5 separate regions of the Mus musculus genome follow, and regions 1, 2, 3 and 4 are each linked to region 5. Evidence: chromatin contacts called from public Hi-C, HiCAR-type, HiChIP or PLAC-seq and promoter capture Hi-C data. All regions are on one chromosome and are shown on one strand. Each heading gives the region's core, a stretch centred on a gene start, on an enhancer-like site or on the middle of the called end of the contact. The rest is flanking DNA. Distances are from core to core; before and after follow the strand shown.

Evidence for each region. Hi-C and Micro-C count contacts between places; a contact is called where the count stands out from the background. HiCAR-type assays count read pairs that join an accessible place to other places. HiChIP or PLAC-seq counts read pairs in DNA pulled down with a chosen protein or histone mark. Capture Hi-C pulls out chosen DNA fragments and counts their contacts.
Region 1: a HiCAR-type map of fibro-adipogenic progenitors shows a contact between it and region 5, with 4 times the contacts expected there. The contact joins two enhancer-like sites. A contact is called at or near these places in 4 of 484 Hi-C or Micro-C datasets (liver, muscle stem cells and myocytes) and 1 of 115 datasets of contacts at active chromatin or transcription factors (fibro-adipogenic progenitors).
Region 2: a contact with region 5 is called in a Hi-C map of muscle stem cells, with 2.2 times the contacts expected there. The contact joins two enhancer-like sites. A contact is called at or near these places in 3 of 484 Hi-C or Micro-C datasets (Sertoli cells, muscle stem cells and nephron progenitors) and 2 of 115 datasets of contacts at active chromatin or transcription factors (cardiomyocytes and fibro-adipogenic progenitors).
Region 3: a contact with region 5 is called in a promoter capture Hi-C map of adipose tissue. The contact joins two enhancer-like sites. A contact is called at or near these places in 6 of 484 Hi-C or Micro-C datasets (Sertoli cells, liver, muscle stem cells and 2 more), 1 of 115 datasets of contacts at active chromatin or transcription factors (fibro-adipogenic progenitors) and 1 of 9 other capture datasets (adipose tissue).
Region 4: a contact with region 5 is called in an H3K27ac HiChIP or PLAC-seq map of heart atrium, with 6 read pairs. The contact joins two enhancer-like sites. A contact is called at or near these places in 2 of 115 datasets of contacts at active chromatin or transcription factors (fibro-adipogenic progenitors and heart atrium).

What each region holds. Positions count from the first base shown.
Region 1 is chr16:43,250,522-43,254,769 of GRCm38.p6, reverse strand. All of the region lies in intron 3 of Zbtb20 (zinc finger and BTB domain containing 20), which reads right to left. Among named protein-coding and RNA genes, the nearest start is that of Gm9968, 110 kb to the left of the region's middle. Within about 2 kb of position 1,534, at least 63 of the 459 cell types and tissues checked have an H3K27ac peak or open chromatin away from gene starts, as enhancers often do. A contact at or near this core is called in fibro-adipogenic progenitors, muscle stem cells and myocytes, where this site is marked.
Region 2 is chr16:43,301,011-43,305,056 of GRCm38.p6, reverse strand. Zbtb20 (zinc finger and BTB domain containing 20) reads right to left here. Exons shown (of 11, transcript NM_001285805.1): 4 at 2,442-2,488. Among named protein-coding and RNA genes, the nearest start is that of Gm9968, 61 kb to the left of the region's middle. Within about 2 kb of position 1,671, at least 77 of the 459 cell types and tissues checked have an H3K27ac peak or open chromatin away from gene starts, as enhancers often do. A contact at or near this core is called in fibro-adipogenic progenitors and muscle stem cells, where this site is marked.
Region 3 is chr16:43,233,288-43,237,473 of GRCm38.p6, reverse strand. All of the region lies in intron 3 of Zbtb20 (zinc finger and BTB domain containing 20), which reads right to left. Among named protein-coding and RNA genes, the nearest start is that of Gm25873, 110 kb to the right of the region's middle. Within about 2 kb of position 1,368, at least 66 of the 459 cell types and tissues checked have an H3K27ac peak or open chromatin away from gene starts, as enhancers often do. A contact at or near this core is called in adipose tissue, muscle stem cells and uterus, where this site is marked.
Region 4 is chr16:43,333,821-43,337,949 of GRCm38.p6, reverse strand. All of the region lies in intron 4 of Zbtb20 (zinc finger and BTB domain containing 20), which reads right to left. Among named protein-coding and RNA genes, the nearest start is that of Gm9968, 28 kb to the left of the region's middle. Within about 2 kb of position 2,424, at least 106 of the 459 cell types and tissues checked have an H3K27ac peak or open chromatin away from gene starts, as enhancers often do. A contact at or near this core is called in fibro-adipogenic progenitors and heart atrium, where this site is marked.
Region 5 is chr16:43,590,332-43,594,913 of GRCm38.p6, reverse strand. The region is part of intron 9 of Zbtb20 (zinc finger and BTB domain containing 20); the gene reads right to left. Among named protein-coding and RNA genes, the nearest start is that of Mir568, 48 kb to the left of the region's middle. Within about 2 kb of position 2,708, at least 70 of the 459 cell types and tissues checked have an H3K27ac peak or open chromatin away from gene starts, as enhancers often do. A contact at or near this core is called in adipose tissue, fibro-adipogenic progenitors, heart atrium and 3 more, where this site is marked.

The sequences.
Region 1 (4,248 bases), core at 285-2,784, 340 kb after region 5:
AAAATAATACTTCCATTTATGTTACTATCCCAGAAGTGAATTTTATTTACAATGATTAAAATATCTCTTTATTAAATTTGATTCAAGTACTAGATAATATAAATATATTTACCATGTAAAATTACATCAATGTAATTTTATATGATAAATATTAAATCATTGTCTCATTTTTATTTTGATAAAATTTCTTGTAGGTGGTATCATTTCATGTTAGGCATTTTATGCTGCTTAATATTATAATTAATAATTCATATTTTTGTCTTTCCCTTCTCATTTCTGACAACTTTTATTTTTAATCGGTGGGCATGTGCCAAATTGGTTTGTTATTTATTTATAATGTAAAATGACAAGGGAATTGAGTATGTGGAATAGAGAAAGAGGTTGTCTTTTAAAAAATAAAACTTTCTCAGTAACGGGGATGTTTCTTGTTTATCCTTATGGACTTGAGTATTTGTGAGAGGTTAGAGCAGATGTCGTTGCCCTTGCATGACAAAACTGTGTTAACTACATTAAATAGAACTGCTATTTCTTTCAATTCATTTTAGCTTTGTGTAGACATCTGGACATATGCATAAAAAAGAAAAAAAAAACCCAAAATTTGTAAAAGATTCCCTGGTCTGATAGATCCTATAGTGCCAATTAAGTAAAAATTCTGACAAAACAGATCTATTTGTATTCTTTCCTAAGCTAAAACATGCAAATTTAGGAACAAACAGAAAAGTCCAAAGATACTGAAAAAATAAAATGTTCTGTCTGTGGTGCTTTATAGAATAGAACATTACGTAATCTCTTTAACTCTGCACATAACAAGGAACCACATATCCTAAAAGCTAGAGCACTGACTGACTGCCAGAAACTTCAGAGAGAGTTTCTAGAACATGGGCTAGCAAATCACTAGTGGGGCTCATTCTAAAGAGGACCCTCAGGCCCCGCTAGGAGCCACTGTCAACGGGGAGTCTGCACTGATGTGTCTGTCCTTCCAGGCTGCATACGCTCCTGGCACAATTAAGTTGAGTACTACACTTTTACAGAAAAACTTGTCTAGCCCACAAGAGCTTTCCATTGTCAAAAAAAAAAAAAAAAAAAAAAAATGCTTTCAACTCATCCTGTGTCAAACATTAGAGAATCCAAGGAATACAAATTTCATCAAATTACATACTTCTCTAAGTATCTCCCATTTCTTTTATTAGTTTAACTATCATGAACTATTACTGGGCCCTTAGACCAGACTCTGGTTAATTTAGATGCCAGCACTTGGAAGAAGAGAACTTAACATAACAAAAATGGCCCTCTATCTCATGAGAAACCTATTATTTACAGTTTAAAATTGTAATACAATATTGAACATTTCCAAAATGTTTCTGACTTTAATTACTTGGATAATTATTGAAATTCAGACTGTTGTAAACTGTCACTGAGTCAGATGTGGGAACTGGTGAAATCCCTGAGTGACAAGTCACTCGGTGTCAGTATGAGTCAGAACACAAGCATTCTGACACATCACTGTGCTTTTCAACCTCGAGCAGACCTCCCCCTCCCTGCCTCTGGGCACACACTCACTTTAAAGGCTCTGTATCCAGGAGGCATTTTATCATGGTTATGTATACAGTGCTCATCTTTCAAAACTGTACTGTGAAAAAAGCTAACTGTGCAATGTGAAAAATCTAAGATTAAACAACTGGTGTGGTTCAGCTAAGAATGGGAAGAGCGATGCTATTGGCCAGTCATCAGAAGCAGTCTTTATGATCTGGTTAGAGGTTGCTTGTTTGTTTTTAATTTATTATTGTGGGATTGTACAAATCCTTTCAAAGCAACATGCTACTCTAGATAGAAGAAAAGAAGAGCTGTGTATCCACGTGTAGACAACGCCATGACTACTACTTGGTATCTGTATTTCACCAATTAAATAAAACAAGAATAGGAAGTCATATCTTTAGTATAGCTTTTATAACATGTTCAGCATATGAAAGAAAATAGAAACTACAGTAATGAGCACAATGGTCTTGAGATGATAAGACTTTTAATAGAGCTTTACCTGGTCAGGGTATTCACAACATGCTCCCTATAGGTAGGACACAAACAAATGAATGCATGCGTACTTTAAACAGTCAAGAAAATGTGTGTTTCCATTTGCAGGGAAGAACATCACTGTGCTTGATAAGCACTTTAATTTTCATGATACAGCACTTCTGAATATGGACAGTGAGTGAGAATTCAGTTTTGCTGAATAGGTCAAGAAGTAGAAAGGTGAGCAGGATGAAGAACATTTGTGTGTGAAGATGCGTGTGACCTAAATTTAACAATATCATCATTCTATGCCCAGATATTTTTGTACAATAAGAATTTTTCCTCATATCTGGAATATACATACATACATACATACATACACACACACACACACACACACACACACACACACACATGTATAGTACATATATTATGACAACCTTTGAGAATTCCTCTAAATACCCCAAATGGACTTCTACAAATGCAGACTTCCACGATTCTATCTATTGGCATCTGAAGGAATGTTTCCATCAGTTCCTTCAGAACATAAGAACTGAGTTCTGTTTAGAATACAATTATTTACATAATCAGCAGTACTATTTTCTCTACTGTTTTGAATAAGATTATGGAAACATAAAGCATTAAATCTGTTCCTAGATAAAAATAATTTTTATCAAGCCCAAATGGTATCTAAAAGGTGAGGACAGGCTGAGATGGACTCCTTGGCTTCCTTCTGTCCAACAATTTCCTGTTTCCCTATTTCCTATGGTTACCACCATGAAACATGTGAAAAACTCAGTAGGGACTCTGTTTCAACTTTTCCTTTCAAAACAGAGTAAAAGCTCAATGGAAAAAAAATGTCCTTCCTATCTCCATGCCAGGCCCCATGTAAGATCCACAAACTTAAAAGCCAGGCAAATAGTATTTTATATGCCCAAAACTTAGTGACACGGTGCTATAAAATTCCCCAAATTTAGGCATGTGACTTGACTAGTACATACTGTGGTATGAGTCAAGGAAAATGGAACCATGTGTATTTTTTATTGCATACGCAAATGATTCTTTTCAGTCCATCCAAAAACATGTTACTTCAAGAAATACATGGTTTTTCTTTTATAAAAAATGATTCAACTGTTAAACTTATTAAGTAAAATGATTGAAAGCTATTTTAGTAAACATAGGTAGAACTAAGAAAATATACTTATAAATCATGATGGTCACAAATTTAACCTACTCATATGTATAACTAATTATCAGGGTCACACAAGACTTACAGTAAATAGTCAGGGAAGATGAAGAGTATTTAAGCGGCAGGCTAAGGACATTACTTATCCTCTGAGAAGAAGCTACAAATGGCTGTGTTTAGATGGCCAGCGAGTGATGGCAGATAAGTAACCCCAGGGGCATGCTAGGTTTATTCAGACACATCTGCAAAGCTCTGACTTCTGTATATATGTCCACAGTCTATTACATTTCAATTATGAGAGTTCCAGTGGATTTATATTATTTTCACGTGTTCAGTCTTAGTTGGACTAAACAACTAACTAACAAGTTAACAAAATTGTTTTGATTTGAGTTTGAAATGTTTGTCATAGGGTCATGTCATCAAGACTTGTATCCAAGCTGCTGGCCTGCTGTGGAAATGGAGAGAGGTGTGGCCTACCTATTTGAAGTACATCAGTTACAGCCAGCCTTTGTAGCCTCTGGCTACCCCTGGTTCTGGCCTCTTACTTTCTGCTTCCTGGCCTATTATGAAGAGAAGAAACTTTATTGCATTCTTTGGCTCCCCTAAGTTGAGGGCATTCCCATGCCTTCCCTGCTAAAATGGAATGATACCTGCTAATACTGTGAGCTACGATAAATCTGTCCTCCTTCACATTGCTTCTGCCAAGTACCAATGTTACAGAGGAATCAGAGTCACTAGTATTTACAGATAGATCAAGAACAACACACTGGAGCTAAGGAAGAGACTAAGGACAAGAAGGCAGACACATATCCATACAGAGTTTTAAGACATTTGTTCATCACTTCTAACAGTGATTTTCCTTACTTTAGAGATAAAAGAGAGTCTTCGCCACAACAGCTCATATGTAATATATTCATATCACGAGTCAAGCACCATGATGCCAAACTTTTAATTATATCATCTCATTTAACTTTCAAACAGCTTAAAAGACTATTAATGTTTGAATTTTATAAACTAGAAAACAAAAGCTAAAAGAAATGACCAAATTTAAAGTT
Region 2 (4,046 bases), core at 422-2,921, 290 kb after region 5:
AAGATAAGTGATACTGTATAAGTCTGCTGTGCAAGTTATCATCCTAAAATTGAGTTAAGCAAAAAGATCCCAAAGAAAACCGTTTGTCTCAGAAGCCTATCTAACGTTAGAGTGGTCTCTTCTCCAACCCCACTGTCCTTTGGCTAGCACATGTGCCTGAGGGTGCTATGGCACAAGCTGCTGAGATATTTCCAGTCAGTTGCTACATATGAGAAGACATGAGGCCAAGACACGAAGAAGAGAAACAGTGTTCCATATAATGATGAGAATTGCTTTTCTGAAACTTTTAAAAACATCAACATGTAAAAGCATCCTAATGAACCAGAAATATTGGCTAATTAATTAACTGTCATGATATCTGAGTTTTTCAAAATAACAAGGCAATACAGTGGGAAACTGACAGGCCACAGGTTAAGCAGTGAATGAGCCAGATGATGAATGCACAGGAGTTCATTACCGTAATCTGCCTACATTCATGGATTTGAAAATTTTGAAAAATCATCTTAAAATATATACTTCATTTGAACTTTCAATCATTTATCCATTATTTACAGACTGATTCACACATTGTTCATATGCAAGGGACTATAGAAATGGAAAAAGTAAAATATAATGCTTTTGTGGGCATTTTGATTATAGGAATAGAATTTATTTATTTAGAATGTCTATAAAGACTTTGTAACTAAATGAAAAATTCTTAAGTTAAATTTTTAAAAAAGGAACAAAAAAATTACAGAGGAATTCCAAGCACAGCATATTCGAAAACTATGTCCTCAGAAGAAAATGAGAGTTAGAAAATGTATCAAATAGGTATTAATGGTTAGATTTAAATTATAGATATAATTATTTTAATTTTTCTTCATTTTACTCCTATGTATTTTTCCAAATTATTTTTAATGAACAAGTATCATTTTTAAATGAAATAAATAATTGTTCATTACTAGACAAGATGTGCTCCCTCCTCTAGAAGGTTTCCATGTACTAAAACAGAGAAATGCAAGCACACAGCACTGCCCACTCCTTCCCTCCGCCCTGTATCTTCGTGCCTGAAAGCGGATACACCCAAAGGCCAAGCCCATCAACTTATACTTCATCTGATCACAGAAACAGAAAACACTGGGGAGGAATCTGCTTCTTTTGCAAGTCAGCCATAGTGTGGAATTGTGGCTTTTCTGTGCTGATATCATTTTGTGAGTAATGCTAAGAGAGAACAAGTTAAAGTTACCAAGTAGGCCTGTTCATTGTGCCTCTGGGCTCCCACTCAGAGCAGGTTTACCTTGGGTAGCAAAACAAGTAAAGCAGGGAGTCGGGGCTGGGGACGGGAGAAAGAATAACAGTCCTAAAGCCATGGCCTTCGGTGGCAAGCAGGACACGCTCAGGGACAGAGATAGAGTGGTGACAGAATTAGAAACAGTAACGGTGACAACTATGGATCATGTGCAGGGAGCATGGAAATTCCCCACAGAAAGCTCTGTCTCACCCTAAGAGATGATTTTCTTCATTTACTGCACATTCATATGAAGTGCAGTCAAGAGTGTAACTTTAAAGGTTTGGATGACTCTGCTGTTTATGACTAAACAGGACTAGAGTGCCAGGCAGAAGAGAGCCAGAAGCCAAGCGAGGTGTTCCTTCCCTCCCCCTCCCTCTGGAGCACATTTGTCATTACAGTTTACAGCCTGCCAGCCTCTAGCAAACTCAGCTCTTTCTGGCTGTCTCCTACCTTCCCATCCTGCCTTGCTCTCCTCCAGGCACCTACTACCAAGACTGTTCAAGGACACAATGCTACACTACCCTTCTAGAAACTTCACATAGTCTCACCAGAAGACAAGCAGCCAAACTCTAAACCTGTGTTTGCATTATCTTGGCACTATTAATTTCCAGTAACAGACATGTTTATCTGTAGCTCCACAGGCCGCTCCCTTTTCTTCTTGGGGATATATGCAAGTGTGGCTATGTCTGTTTTTAAGATTCAAAAGAGGCAAATACATTTCAGATTTACAAAAGATTATATAATATAAACCAGAAATTCAAAGAGACAAAAAGTATGTTTGAAAGACTTCCTGTGTGTTTTCCTAATGTCAAAATGACTGCATTCTCCACAGGGAGCATCAGGCGCTATCTTCACCTTATTCTGTTTCTGTCTCTATAGAAAAATTTATTTCCAGAAAGACCTCCAAACAAGTCCTTTAGTTTTTCCCCCCATGTCTACTAAAGTCATTCAAAATGTTTACCAATATTGTGATATTGATTCTTATTCTTTTATATCTTATCAGTATCAAAATACATTCTGTTCAAATTTAATCTTGTGGTGGTAAATTCACTACAGCCCCTAGATTTACTTCTTGTTTGTCTGGAGTTGCTAAACTTGATATGAATACACTTTATTTCTTTGGACTTCAAAATTCTGGCCTGCAATTGAGAGACAATGAAATCTTACTTACCAGCCAGCAAGTTGTGTGAAATATTCAATTGCTGATGATAAAAGAGTCTGAAATGGAAAAGGATACCATAAGTCTTGGTATGTGTTTCACCTAATATATGACAATATGCTAATCACAGAAAAGAATACACTTGTCCCTCCCCTGGGACCCTGGCTTGATCGTAGAAAGTAAAAGACGGTTCCTTTGGGAATGAAATCACAATTAGACCCTACTGACTGGTGACTTGGTGAGTGCCTGAATATTTAACTTGATGATCACTAACCAGATGCAGCCAGTAATAAATGATCTGCTAACCCTTTATACAATACACTCTGTGTAGAGAAAGTTCAGTTTCATAGTTAATTATTGTGATCTGCTTAAAAAATAATCAAACTTTTGGTCACTACAAGGATTTGTAGTTCTGTTTGAATTTTACTGTACTTTTCATTAAACATTTTATAAATATAAGCAAACTGGTCTCTCCTTGCTTTGGGCTGTTTGCTAACCATGTTCGGGATGTTCAGTCTTGTGACAGTGATGGCAAAGCAAGCAATGGACAGTGTACGCCAGCTTTCATGACACTTCATCAGAGTACTGGCTGGACTGTCCTTCTCTGTTTGTTTTGTTGTTGTTGTTGTTGTTTTTTGTTCGAGACAGGGTTTCTCTGGGTAGCCCTGGCTGTCCTGGAACTCACTCTGTAGACCAGGCTGGCCTGGAACTCAGAAATCTGCCTGCCTCTGCCTCCTAAGTACGGGTAGTAAAGGCATCCGCCACTACCGCCCGACTTATACTATCCTTTTTGACTACAAATTAATGTATGGTTTTATATTCCAAGCTAGGTAAGAGAAGCACAAATGTGAACTGAAACCTTTAAAACTTTTATGCTATGTCACAAAATAATAGATTGAAATAAAAATTAACATTAAAATATTTTCAAATGTGGAACAAACAAGCTCCAATTGTTAGATAATCTACAGTTTAGAAACTGCTAGTCCGATAGTACACACCTATTAATATTTCTACATTGTATTTCTTATTAATTACCTTAAGAATACAGAAGCTACAAGTGGCTTTCCTGGTAGTCACCCAACCTTCAATACCAGCACCACAATGACAATCTATAGAAGATCAAATATAACTAAATTACTCCAAACATGACTCAGAAAGGCCTGAAGTTTACCATGCCACAAATAATGAAACTGTACATGACAGAGTCATTTTATAGGAAAGGTTCTACATATATGAATGAAAACAAAATTAATTATCCAGAGAATATAAGAAAAGCCCAAATTCAAGGAAGTCTGTGGTAGAGCTCAAGAGATGTGTATTTGAGAGCCAATATCTCACCCACATGCATATGAAATTTAATGAAGATCATTCAGGTGGCTTGCCAAAAACTATGTTTTTAAAATGAGCCTCTGGAGCAATCACCACTGAAAAGAATCTCTAGGAAAGATGTAAAACTGACTTCTGAGATTTGAAGTTTTTATAAAGAATGAGAGCAACTATCCAAGGTAGCTCGGTTGGTTAGATCACAGCAGCAACACAGAGTAATAGTAGACAATAAGCTCTTCCATATTAAAGAGGATGATGTCTCCATTGCTAGATCTGAGACGCTCCATTTCC
Region 3 (4,186 bases), core at 119-2,618, 360 kb after region 5:
TGATACTCATAATAAAGAAGGCAGATGGTTTGTTCTCTGAACATATGCTTTAAGTGCCCTCTTTGCTATTTCAAAATAATGGACCAACTTTAGCCTCTAATACTCACCGAAAACTTTAAAGAGGCTGCCTCATGAAATCTGAGGAAATCTGGTCGAGGGGGAAGTCAATCTTAAACAAAGTATATTTTCTAAACTTTCTTTGAGCTCTATTCTACATATTGAAACAAACTAATATTGAAGTAACATAGAATACAGTAAGGAAAGTCACCTAACTAGTAACATATTTTCTAGTTCAAGGAATGGATTAGAAGGCAGAAAAAAATTGTTTTATTTATTTATATTTTAAAATGGTGAGTTTCTGAAAGCGAATGCAGTTGACTGTGATTTAATTTCTGTGTACCTGCTGGATTTTCCATTTTTATTATTCCTACTCCTATTCCTATCATGTCGATATTTTATTCTTAAAGCACTTTACAATTATTAATTAGTTAATTTGGTCTAAATTACATTTATGCTTTTGTTTTAAATCCATGCTACTCATAGTTATTATAAGCCTAAAATGCTATTTCGCCAGCCAATTATTCTCATCTCAAAAACAGCTTGTTGTTGATGACAGCACCTTTTCTAAGTTTTCAAAGAACATTTAATACATGGCCAGTACATACACATTATTTCTGGATGCTTTTCACATAATCTAACTGCACTTATAAAAAAGTATATCTGTTTAATATCTACATTTTATACATGAGCCTTCAACTCCTTTTATATTTCCACGCCTTTCATTTAGTTTTGAAAAAGACATTAAAGTTGTTTCTTATATCTTACAATGACCTCAAAAGTGAGGAGTCTGAGCAACATTCCAGATGAAACACACACACACACACACACACACACACACACACACACACATTTTGGTTACTATAAGAGCTAGAAGCCTAACAACAACTTCCAAACGTTCGTGTTCCTGTAGAAATCTCAACACGGACTAACTATCTAGGTCCTAATGTAAAACAGTGTTTACTTTTAAAAATCCATGCAACAGTTTCCCCACATGTGTTTGGGACACTGTTAAGACGCATCATAATTAACAGTGTTGAAAATAACAACAGATCTTTAAATCCAGTCATCGTTTTATACATAGTCACAAATATCTGAGCAAAATGAAAACTATTTTTAGGACAAAACGTTAACTTTTTCTTTTGCTGATAAAGACAAATAACTTGAGAAAACACCCTTTCCTTTTCACGACTCTCACTTTCACAATAAATGCAGCACGGAAACTAAATTCTCAACTTAGAACTATGCTGAGCTGTATAAACAACTCAGCAGACTCACAGAAACACTCCCCATCCTCTGCTTGGTCTTTCACTTCCCAGGCATACACAATCACACTTACCTGCACAAGCCTCAAACATCAGTCTATGGGTGGTTTTTTGAAATGAACTCTGTACCGATGCATTTTTCTGTGTTTCTTTCTAACCCTCGGGAATGTTAAGAATTTAGGAAGAGAGCCACAGTTTAAGAGCGCAATTATTTGCCAGTAAATACTCAATTTGCTTGTCCTGTGATTTTTCTTCTAACTTGCATATTCAATAATCCGTCCCTGACTGCGTCACGAGCACAAAAAGTCTTTTCTCTAAAGGAGAACACTTTCGCCAATCAACCTTCAGCCATGCCAGGGCACAGCTCGTCAGGGTGATTTGTTAGCTTTAATTAATAATTCCTCATGCTGGCCATTTCACAAATAACACAGTCAGAAGGCGACGCAGGATGGCTGTACTTCAGGGCGATCAAAACACAGTGGAATGGGGGTGTAGAGGAGTGGGAGAAATTCACATCTACTCAGACTCTTTCAGATTACAGTATAGAGGCCATCGCAGCTGAATTACCACACTATGTCCACCAATTTGTATTCAGATGGAAGCCATATGTTCTTCCACTTTTATCTGCTAGGGCCTCCCAGTGCCAACACCATTACTGGACAGACAACATTTACAAAGGAGGTCTCTAGCCCCGGGATTGCACAAGTTTACTGCAGGTGAAGTTGAGAAATCAGACATATACAGTACTCAGTGAGTTTGTGTAACAGCCTGGAACACAGAAGTACAAGTCGCGAGTGTCAGATTTTCTCTTGCTAGGCTGGGTGATACTGGACATTTCTGTTAGCCTTTAACAAAATCCTCAGGCCTGGACCGACCTCAAAACAGTCAAGTAACAATGGAGCGTTTGTTCAGGTAGGGCACAGTTATTGACTTCTAAGCTATGCATCGCATATTTTATTAAGGCCTAAGAATTTTGGCTGAAAAACAAAACAAAACAAAACTCTGACTTTCCCAGCTTGCTGACACAATCCACACATCTTTTCAAAGCACATCAATAACAGTGCTTGAACAAGGCACCAAAGCAGGTAGCATGTAAAGAGAAGTGAGAATTAGGAACACTGTTCCATGTGGCTCCATCACGGCGTCACTCATGAACAGCACACGGGTAGCCCTGCTCTAAAACATACACACAGTGTAAACAAGGTCGGACAACACAAAACAAAACACTAAAACAGCCAATTGCTAACAAAAAAAAAAAAAACCATTTCAACAATAAGAAATATCCCTCAAAGCAACTAGACAAGTCAGAAGCATAGCACTATGTCCATAGTTAATTTCAAAAGGCTCACAAATCCTGGAGAAAAACAAAAACACAGAGGAGATTATAGTCATGCCCCTTATCTGATGTGTGTGAAGGCAAACTCATTAATTTGTTAGATACATATTTATTGACAATCTCTTCTGTATCAGAAACTGGATAATACCAGTACTGAGAGAATAAGGGACAGGCTTTGCCTTCAAGAAGCTTATAATTTAATCACTACAGCTTAAAAGAAAACATGCACCTCTAAACAGAAAACTGTCAATGTAGCACAAACATACAAGAAAGCATGAAACAGAGCTCTTAGACATGACACATTAACTGCATCTAAAGGTAGAATTGCAGTGTCAGTGGTAGGGAAGAACATTCTACAGGCAGGCAAACCTTTGAACTTTTTTAAAAAAAACTATTACTAGAATCAGATTAACAGTTCTAGGAACTGAGGGATTTAGTGAATAGTAATTTCAGATAAATGCTTTAGATAGTAAACAGCTCAGGATTTAAAAACAAATCTATTAAGGAACAAAGTCCTTCTCAAACCATGATGACTGCCATCATCAGGATGGTATATTGCAACAATATTGGTATATCCCCAACACAGGCACAAATAAGAGTGTGCACTGTCCTTCTCTCTATCAATGCATTCCTGTTATCTCAGGCAAGTAGAGGATGTAGGCACACATCCTGTTTTCCTACTCATTTGTCTTTTGTTCACCAAATGCATACATGCATACTCTGTTTGTATTGTGTCAGAAGATAAATCATATTTGCATGGCTATTATAAGAAGGGAAACTATGTATTTACTTAGTGGTCACAGATACATTCTAGTCAGAGATCACATGCTATGTATTACAAATGATTGCAAATGATAAGGGGGTGGGGTGGGGAACGGTCTATCCTAACGTGGCATCTAGAGCTTGTAAATCCTCTTGGAAACTGGATGACATTCTCAATTCTATTGAACATTGTTTTATATCATTTTCAGAATGTAAAGAAGCACCTAGAATACCAAACTTACAAACTGGTCATACATTGCCAGTTAAAGAATTTGTATCGTTCATTTATCCATTTACTAAATATTTATCAAGCTTGTACTATCTATTCATGTAACACTTATATATAATAACAATTAAGACTATTGAGTACTTCCTATATGTTGGTAACTGATGTACAATTTTATATAAGCATATATTCAGAAAAGTATCTCATTTAATCACCAGAAGAACTGAGGTAGGTCCTATTTCAATTTTTATTTAACAGATGATGAAACTCCACAAATAGTAAACTGGATGTACACTAAAATCCTAAATATTAAGACCCCTGTAACAAATATCTACCAAAATCTTATTAAATTATAGTTGCATGTAACATATAGCAATTACAATATTTTAATAATCTAGGAAATTTAGATAGTTTTGGATTTAATAGTGAATGTAAAGGTAGCCCTACAAATAAAACTGGGATATAATACTATGGAATCTCCAGGCTAGCAGGCTGCATTAACAGAAAAAAAAAAAAAGACAGGTACATTGTGTTGGACAT
Region 4 (4,129 bases), core at 1,175-3,674, 260 kb after region 5:
AATGAGATCATGAAGTCCTTGTTTTTCTCTGAACGGCTGATTTCATTTATGTATTATCTGTCTTCACATTCTTTCCATGCTATCACCACTGACAGGACTCCATTCTTTTAGAACTGAAAAATATTCTTGTATAACTGTACTGTATTTTTTAACCCATTCCTCGGCTGTTTGACATTATGTTGTTGGCACGTCTTGGCTACTGTCAAGTATGCTGAAATGAACATGGCAGTGCTTACTTATGTCTGGTCAGCATGGCAGCTTTGCCTTCTTTGGCTATACACCCAGTATTGGATAACTATACACCCAGTATTGGATAACTATACACCCAGTATTGGATAACTATACACCCAGTATTGGATAACTGGTCTATAGAAGCTTCCACTCTGATGTAATCTTGTTACTTTTGCTTTTGTATTCTGAACTAACAATTTAAAAACATAATAAGGATTCTGATAAATGATTAGCACACAACCATCATTCTAAGAGGTACGTTTTTTTCACCATAGATTAAATTTGACTTTTGTGGTGGTTTGAATAGGTTTGTCCCCATAGACTCATGTGTCTGAATGCTTGGCCCATAGAGAGTGGCACTACTAGGAAGTGTGGCCTAATTGGAGGAAGTACATCACTGTAAAGGTGGATTTTGAGGTCTCTTATGTACAAGGTCCACCCAGTATGGAACACATTCTTCTTCTGCTGTCTTCAGATCAAGAAGTAGAATTCTTAGGTTCTAAAGCACCATGGCTACCTTGATGTTGCCATGAGTCCTACCATGATAGTAACGAACTAAACCTTTGAAACTTTAATCAGCCCCAAAGAAAAGTTTTTCTTTAAGAGTTGCCTTGGTCATGGTTTTTCTTCACAGCAAAAAAATCCAGACCAAGACACCTTTGTAAACATGATAGTTTTTTCTCTTACGTTCTGGTTTCTTTTGTACACGATTATGATATCCATCAAGAATGTTGTGTATATACTCTATTTTGGGTTTCTTTGCTTATTGGTATCCTATTTTGTGTATCAATTTACCACATTTTCATCTTTCCAGTTGTCTTATGTTTCTTTGTTGTAAGAAGACAGCATGGGGGGGGGGTGGGAAAAAAAAAAAAGAAGACAGCATGACCATAAGCAACTTGGGAGACTTCCACATACTAGTCCACTATGGAAGGAAGTCAGGACAGGAATATGGATGCAAGAACTGAAGCATGGCCCATGGAAGAGTGCTACTCATGGCTTGAGCAGCCATTTTTGTTAGAGCATCTAAGACCATCTGCCCGGGGATGGCACCTGAGTTACAATGGCATGTGTCCTACTTTCTAAATATAGTCAATTACTATGTCCAAATGAAATTAGGCTTACGAGTAAAGAAAACTACCTTAAAGAACTTATTTGCTTGGGAGATTGGTGGCATGTGACACAGGCTGGCCACACAGTACAAAAATGAGTCTCTCCATCCTCGTTGATCTTTCAGCCTCATTCTAAGCAAGTGTTTGTTAATAAACAATTAATAAACTAAATGAACTATTTGGTCGGAATCCCATTTCACAGAAACAAAAATACAAGGCACTAGGGAAAGTTTCCAGGCTTCAGAGTCAAGTTACAAGCATTTCCTGAATCTACCTGTTCTGAGATGAAAGATGTCTAGGCATATACCACCAATTCTAATTCTAATATCTCCAGTTAATATCCCCCCCTGGTCTCATATTGATCTTGCTGTTGATTCTTCTCATATTCTTGGTCATTTTATTAAGAGGCAGCAAAATGGAGATCAAAGACTGCAGCAATGAGTGAGCAAAAATATTTCTCAAATCAGTGAACCTGAAACTCCTTGTCCAATTTTGGCCATCTCTCCTGCCCTTTAGAACTCTGTTTCAGTTTAATCTCTTCTAGTTTTGGCCTGTAAACCACCTACTATTATACCAGGCCTATCACGCCAGCAAATCACTGTAACAGACGGATTGTTAATTATTTGCCTTTATTTCTCAACAATATTGCAGGTGATGGATGGTGACCAAATGCACTATGAGATGAGGTCTTTCATGCACTCTATGTTTTAGTTAGGCAAGAATTTCCCCAAACTCATAGCTAACTACTGTCCAGCTCATCGGTGTACGTACATGTTCTATGTAGAAGGTTCTTCCTTTGTTATGGTTTTACAAAGGCTAGCCATTTTAAGAAACTGACTACTTCCTGTTGATCCTTAACCCTTTAGCCGTGAGAAGTCCCGAGAGTCCGTTGCAGCCTGTGACTACTGGTAGTGATCTTTACTCTCTGATCCTTCTGGTGGACCTTAGTTCTTACTGCTTTATCCAATCTTAAGCCAGCTTGTAATCAACTTAATTTTTAAAGTCTTTGTACACATTAGGTAATATTTGTTCTCTGAACTCCCAAGGGAAATGTGGTAACTGCCCAACGAGGAAGCCCTACCCTTCATTATTCAGCAACAGCTTGAAGAGTACTTTAATTCCAACCTTCCGCCCTCTGACAGCCCAGCTGCATCAAAGGCTGTGTTCCCTGTTTGTTTGTTTTTTTCCAGAAACAGAATCACCATTTCAAACTGAATCATCCATTACTAAAGGATGGACTCTAGGTCCAAATTTTAAAAACATGTGAGCCGCAGCAACTCTGAATTGAATTATGACTTATGTCAGAGTCTGGACATCTGCGGCCCCCTCTCCTCTAGCCTCTGGATCCCTGCATGCTGTTCAGGGGAAGTTGCTGGCTTCTGAACTGAAGGTTTGAAAATGAAGGCATTCTCTTTTATGGAGAATAGTCCTTCAGCGATTTAAACAAGCAGCTTTGTGATCAAAATAATTCATAAAGGAAAAGATTTATGAAGAGACTTCACGAGCACACAATGCATTTTTTAAACTTTGGTTTTTAAATAAATCTGTCAGTACACAAGCCAAGGCAACACGTCTGAATGCAGTATCAGTGGGCACACCCGGAACTCCTCTTCGGTGCTTGCCTAAGACTGGTGGAAAAGGGAAACACTTCTCTTTGTCTTCTTGTAAAATACTAGTTTAAAACAAAATTTAAAACCCAGTTCCACACAAAAGCTTTAAGATACTGTGCACATTACTACCTTCTTATACAGAAAACTTGTCTCTAAAAAATGTTTTCCATCCACTGCCCTTTCTTATTTAAGAAAATAAAAAACAGAAAAGAAAGAAAGAACGAAAGAACCCGACTTGTGTGTATCCCTCTGGCACCGGAGCCTGTTCTAATCTCCTTTATCAGGCTTGAGTGATAGCTCTGCTCCATGAGTATTGACAGGGCCGTCCTGTTTCTCAGGCTTTCGTTTCTCTCAGTTGGAGAAGGATACAGTGCATTTTCACATTCTCAAAGTCTGCAGTTGTTTTTATATAAGAAGCAATTTGCTTGGGTCACGTCAGGTCGAATGGGATGCCTGCCCAGCTCTTGGTTTTAAAGGAAAAACATACAGAAAGACACAAAAACACAGCAGTTTCCTTCATTAAATTCCACTCTACCTGCCATGGGCTTCTAGCCACAATGGAATTTCCCACCCTGGCCTAGCCTAGCCTAACTTTTATTTTTAGGGATTTTTTTTCCCCTTTAAATCTTATGAGCTTTCTTTCAAGTGAACTCTGAGGCAAGGTTTATTAAATGATAGAGTAATTGCCTGGTTTTAGAAAAACAGACTCAAGAAAAAAAAATGCCAAGTGACCTTCCATAATATTGCTTTACAACCACCCTTTGGATAATAGCCCTTTCAAAAAAAAAATAGGTTCGAATCAGCACAACAACACAGCTATACAACTTAAAATCAAACCTTGCATCCTGAAGAGAACAGGGAGAAGAGTGACTTCAGTGGTTTCCTCTATCTAACTGCATAGGATAGAGACAATTTTAGAGAAAACAAGGACATATATAATATATAGGATGAGAGACGATGGAGGGAAGGGGGTCTTTCTACTTAACTGCAAGAGAATTTTGGAGGAAAAACATGGGAATACATAAAATAATAGGAGGAGAGAGGTGGGAAAACGAGAGGGAGAGGGGGAGAGAGGAGAGGGGGCGAGGAGGCAAGGGGAAGAGGGGGAGAGAGGGGGAGAGGGGGAGAGAGGGGGAAGGGGAGAGAGGGAGAGAGGGGGAGAGAGGGAGAGAGGGA
Region 5 (4,582 bases), core at 1,459-3,958:
GCTAGGATGGAAGCTTGCTGTTGGTGGAGTCTAGGGCGTGCTAGACCAGCTAAGTACCACTGTGCCATGGTCTCCCGACTGCACTCACTCCACATTCTCTCCTTCTGCTCATCTTACAAAAGTTCTCAAGTCACTGGGCTTTTCCACTCACCAAACCTTACAAACCTTCCCTGAAACTTATTTACAACTCTCCTTTCTCTGGGACACTTCACATGATTACTAGGGTTTATGCTGAGTTCTTCCTTTTCCTGCTTTCCACTGGTTTGGAGGTATAAGTAGAATTATTAAATTTTCGTTTGTTGTTATAGAATGAGAAGGCGTTTATAAGAGAGTCCCATTTCTCCTCCTCCTGTAGATCAGAAGCATTGAGTGTTTGTATATGGACATGGGCTCCCTCATCCAAAAGAGCTGTGGTTTCAGAGTTTATTAATCCCTACAAGGAAGGGTTTTCATTCTCAATTTGGTCTTCTAAAGGGAACTAATTAGGACTCTTTCTAGGATATGAAGGGGGGAGTCTGATGCTTTGAAGTCAGATTGAGGTAATATTACTGAGAAGAAAAATCATCATCTTCCTTTAAAATATTAAAGGTAAGCAAGCGATGGCTCATTTCTGTGGTCACAGCATCCTGGAGGCTGAGGTGGGAGACTTGTCAGTCCAAGGTATGTGGTAAGACCCTATCTCAGCAAAGGCTCTCACAGACAAAACAAAAGAGAACTGAAACAAGTCAACTTGCACATAAGCCTTTGTGGAAAATGTCTTTGCATATTTTGGGGGGCTAGACATAAAGGGACACTAACTGTTCTGAGAGAAAGAGTGATCCGAGGGACTCAGGCTCCATGTTGAGGGCATCTATAACCACAGAGAGTGGAGTAGTTCCTAGAAGCCAAAAGGATCAGAGAGTCAAGCAATGCCAACTACAAAGCTCACTATGGACCAAGGATGTGACCCCTTCCCTAGATTTCCCATGTCTTGTACAAATCTGGGGAGGGGAAGACAGTCTTGAGACTTCATTAGGTTTCTATATAAACTGGTCACCCAGGAGTCTTAGGTTTAATTTTCTTAAGAAAAACAAGGAAATGGTTCACATATTTGAATGTTTAAGAATATAGCTGTACTTTACACACATACTAGATAGTTTATAATGACAGTAAGTTAATGCCTTCCCCATTTTCCCTTGTGCCTGTCTTACAGCCATAAGACAGCTCTACCTTACCTACTGCAAATACAAGTACAACTCTAACTGTAACTGAAAGAACACAGGTTGCTAACTGGATCCCTGACACTGTCCCACACATTCCCCCAAAGGGGTAGGTGTTCTCTTTGGTTACTTCTCCATAACAGACACTGTACAGACACTGCTGAGAATAAGTGGAGCTCAGGGCTCATTTGCTCTGAGGTGAGCCTACCCGTTGTTCCAGGAGGTCCTTCTAGTCCCTGGTGGCCCACATCTGTTCTTCCTCTTGGGTTTTGTTTTTAATTTCCTTACTCTCTCATTAGTTAATAACCATGGCTCTGTCTTCACCATGAACTTATGGTTTATGAACTTACCTCACTTCTTTTAAACCACACTCATCTGTTTATTATTTCTGATCTCTGTTAAGTTATTCTCAACTTCCTGACTTCATCTGTCCTAAGAAATATTCTACTAGGCCCTTCTGCCACTGACGATTCAGTGGATGCCAAAGATGGCGAGCCACGTTTATATGAAAGGGAAAGAGACACCTAGTCTGGAAAGTGAGGTAGAAAATTATCAGGCTCCACTCTTGCCTGACCCAGGGAAACCAGTGCTTGGTAGTAGATGCTAGAAGCTATCTATCAATGGGTGCTGACAACAGCTCTTTATATTTATGTTAACAGTGTCGGGGATTGTTTAGAATATTTTCACTTGCTGGCCACTGGGTGTCCTCATTTACAAAGTAAATATGCAACATTTAGTGCAGGTCACCAGGGAGAATAAAAGCCACTAGTCTTCTCTTTGGCTTTTCACATACTGGGTCTAAATTTATTGCTAAACTCACAACCAGGTTGTATATTAGTAATGTTTAAAAGTTTTCAGGTCAAACTGTTAAAAGTTTTTAAACCAAAAACAAGTTATTCAGTGTCCAGACAGGAATTTAAAAGGCTGTTTCTTCACAGAAGGGACTGTGATGCAGCCATTAGAATGAGCCCTTATTCCTCTGAAAACTGGCATGAGACTGTGACTATCTGCAGAGATCCAGCATAGAGAAGCAGAGAAGATCTTAATTTATTCTCAAAAAGAGAGAGAGAAAATACCAAATATCTCTATGGGATATTTGTTAGATTCTTCTTCTTTTTTTTATCTTGACTTTTCTGAAAAGTAATTAAAAATAATAATGAGAAAGATAAAATATGTCCTTTGTCTGAGAAGCCCAAAATAATGTAAAAAATAGCACAACGTGCTGGGTCAGCATCATGACTATTAATCATTTCACATTTGAAGCCAGAGAACAGAGTCGGGCCTTTGTGGACCAGTTATTTCATCTATAAATGAAGATGTTTATGCTCCATGGGGTTGTCTTGGGAGAAGCCAAGCAGAGTCCTAAGGCACACTGGGCTCCTGGGATGAGAGACTGCATATGAGAGGGGCTGAGGACATTAATAACATTCTGTGGTTGCATCACAGCTGTGGATGACTTCGCTCTGATGGCAGATACGAATCAAGGCCAAAGCTTGTACAGCCAACAAATATTTCCTGGCTTGGTCATTCTAGGGCTCTGAGGTCGACATGCTCTTGCAACCACTTTCTATGCGTGCTGATCTGATTTTCTGCTTTTCCACAACTCTCCCTGTCTCCTCACTTTGCTTATAGTAATGAAGGAATTCTTTCCTTTTCACGCCAGAAAATATTTCTGCCCTACAATCCTGCTAACTCCTCAAAGTGGAGACAGAGCTACTATTAAGAGTAGAAGGGGACTTGCCTTCAAATGTCATACTTGGCTAATTAGCTAATCTTTCTCAAAAGTAAACTTCGCTGGGATAATTTTTTCACTAGTGTACATCTCTGCTTAATTATTATTCTTTGGCATGTCATTTTGGTATATAAATTATCAACATGATCCTGTGCCATAACTGGTAATTTATACAGATAATATCAGGGAAAGAGGAAGCTCTCTGAGCTATTCACTGCTTTTCAGAGATAGATGGTCTTGCCTTTGCTGGCTTTGCTTACCAGGGTTTTTGCTTGTAAAAGACCACCCACTCCTGCTGCCAGGACAGCAATCTATGGCTCTTAATCAATAGTTAAGTGCACAACAATGCACAATAGCTGGGTCACTCTCATCCTGTGACTGTACAAAAGCTTCACAATGCCTTTGCAGTAGATGGAGAAGTCTCCACTTTAGTTTAAAGATCTTTAAGTTCCTAGGATTGAGACTATTTTCCAAGTCTTTAATTAGTAGAGTCATGTTTGAACTACTGTAACCTCGAAGACACATATCTGCAGAGTCCTTCTGATCATATTTTACCCTAAGAGCTTTCCCACTTTGGCTTCCTTGGTTTGCTCCTCTAATTTCACTTTCAAAACTTCTTGAGGCTCAGTGGCTGAACACTACACAGCATGGGCCTTATCTGATGTGCCGGCGCCTGGTGTGGCCTAAGACACACTGGTGTTTTGTTCTTACAGTACGGAACTGATGTTCTGAAACCTAGACTCCAACACAAAGCAGATCATTAGCTCATTTAAGTGTCTCTTTCTTTCCTCCCAGCCTCCTCCTACCCACCCCAATACTTCCTTAGTCTTATGTACTGGCAGCAGATGGCAACCATATTCCAAAGCTGAGTATATACAAAATCATGCCATGGAGAACAGAGTGGCTTCAAAGTTAGCCTTTCTATTCAAGTGGGATGGCAGAGACTTCTGGAACAGGGGACTCATCTCTCGTTCACTTAATCCTCTATTCATTCAGCCAGGAATTTGTTTTCTTACACATCTTTCTACTGTCCAGCCAGTTGAAGGAGGGTGGGTGTGAAGCAACTCTCTTGAGGGCCCCTCCAGCAGGAGGGCCCTAAGATTCTATGCCAAGCTCTTATTTCCCTGGGCCAGCTCTGCCTGCTGCGGATCCAATCATGCCATTCCCAGGGGAGGAGCTCTGGAGCATTGTGTGTGGGGGCTGGATTTCTCAAGAACCATCTCCTTGCTATACTAACAGTCATATGCTGCCTTCGCCAGACAAAGACTGGACCTGGGAAGATGATGAGACAAGAAAGAATGGTTGGGGCTGCACAAAACTGTACCCCATTTGACAGTGATGGAAAGCAGAAGTGGGAGATCTTTCCTTTTAGTTATTGCAAGGTTTTCTAGAGCTTTCACCCAATCATCTGTTTGAGCATCTTGTGAAGAACATCTATTTTCATATCTATGAACAAACAGGCACCAGATTATATTACAAAGTTGACCTTAACCCTGCCATATTGCTATTAAAATCAAAACATGTAGCGGTCTATGATCAAGAGAAAGCACTCTGTTTTCCCAGCATACAAACCTGAGGGTATCTGGGATGCACTTTGTTATGTAGGTCTGCTGAGTGGAAAAATTCAATTCAATATTATAACCCTGCAATA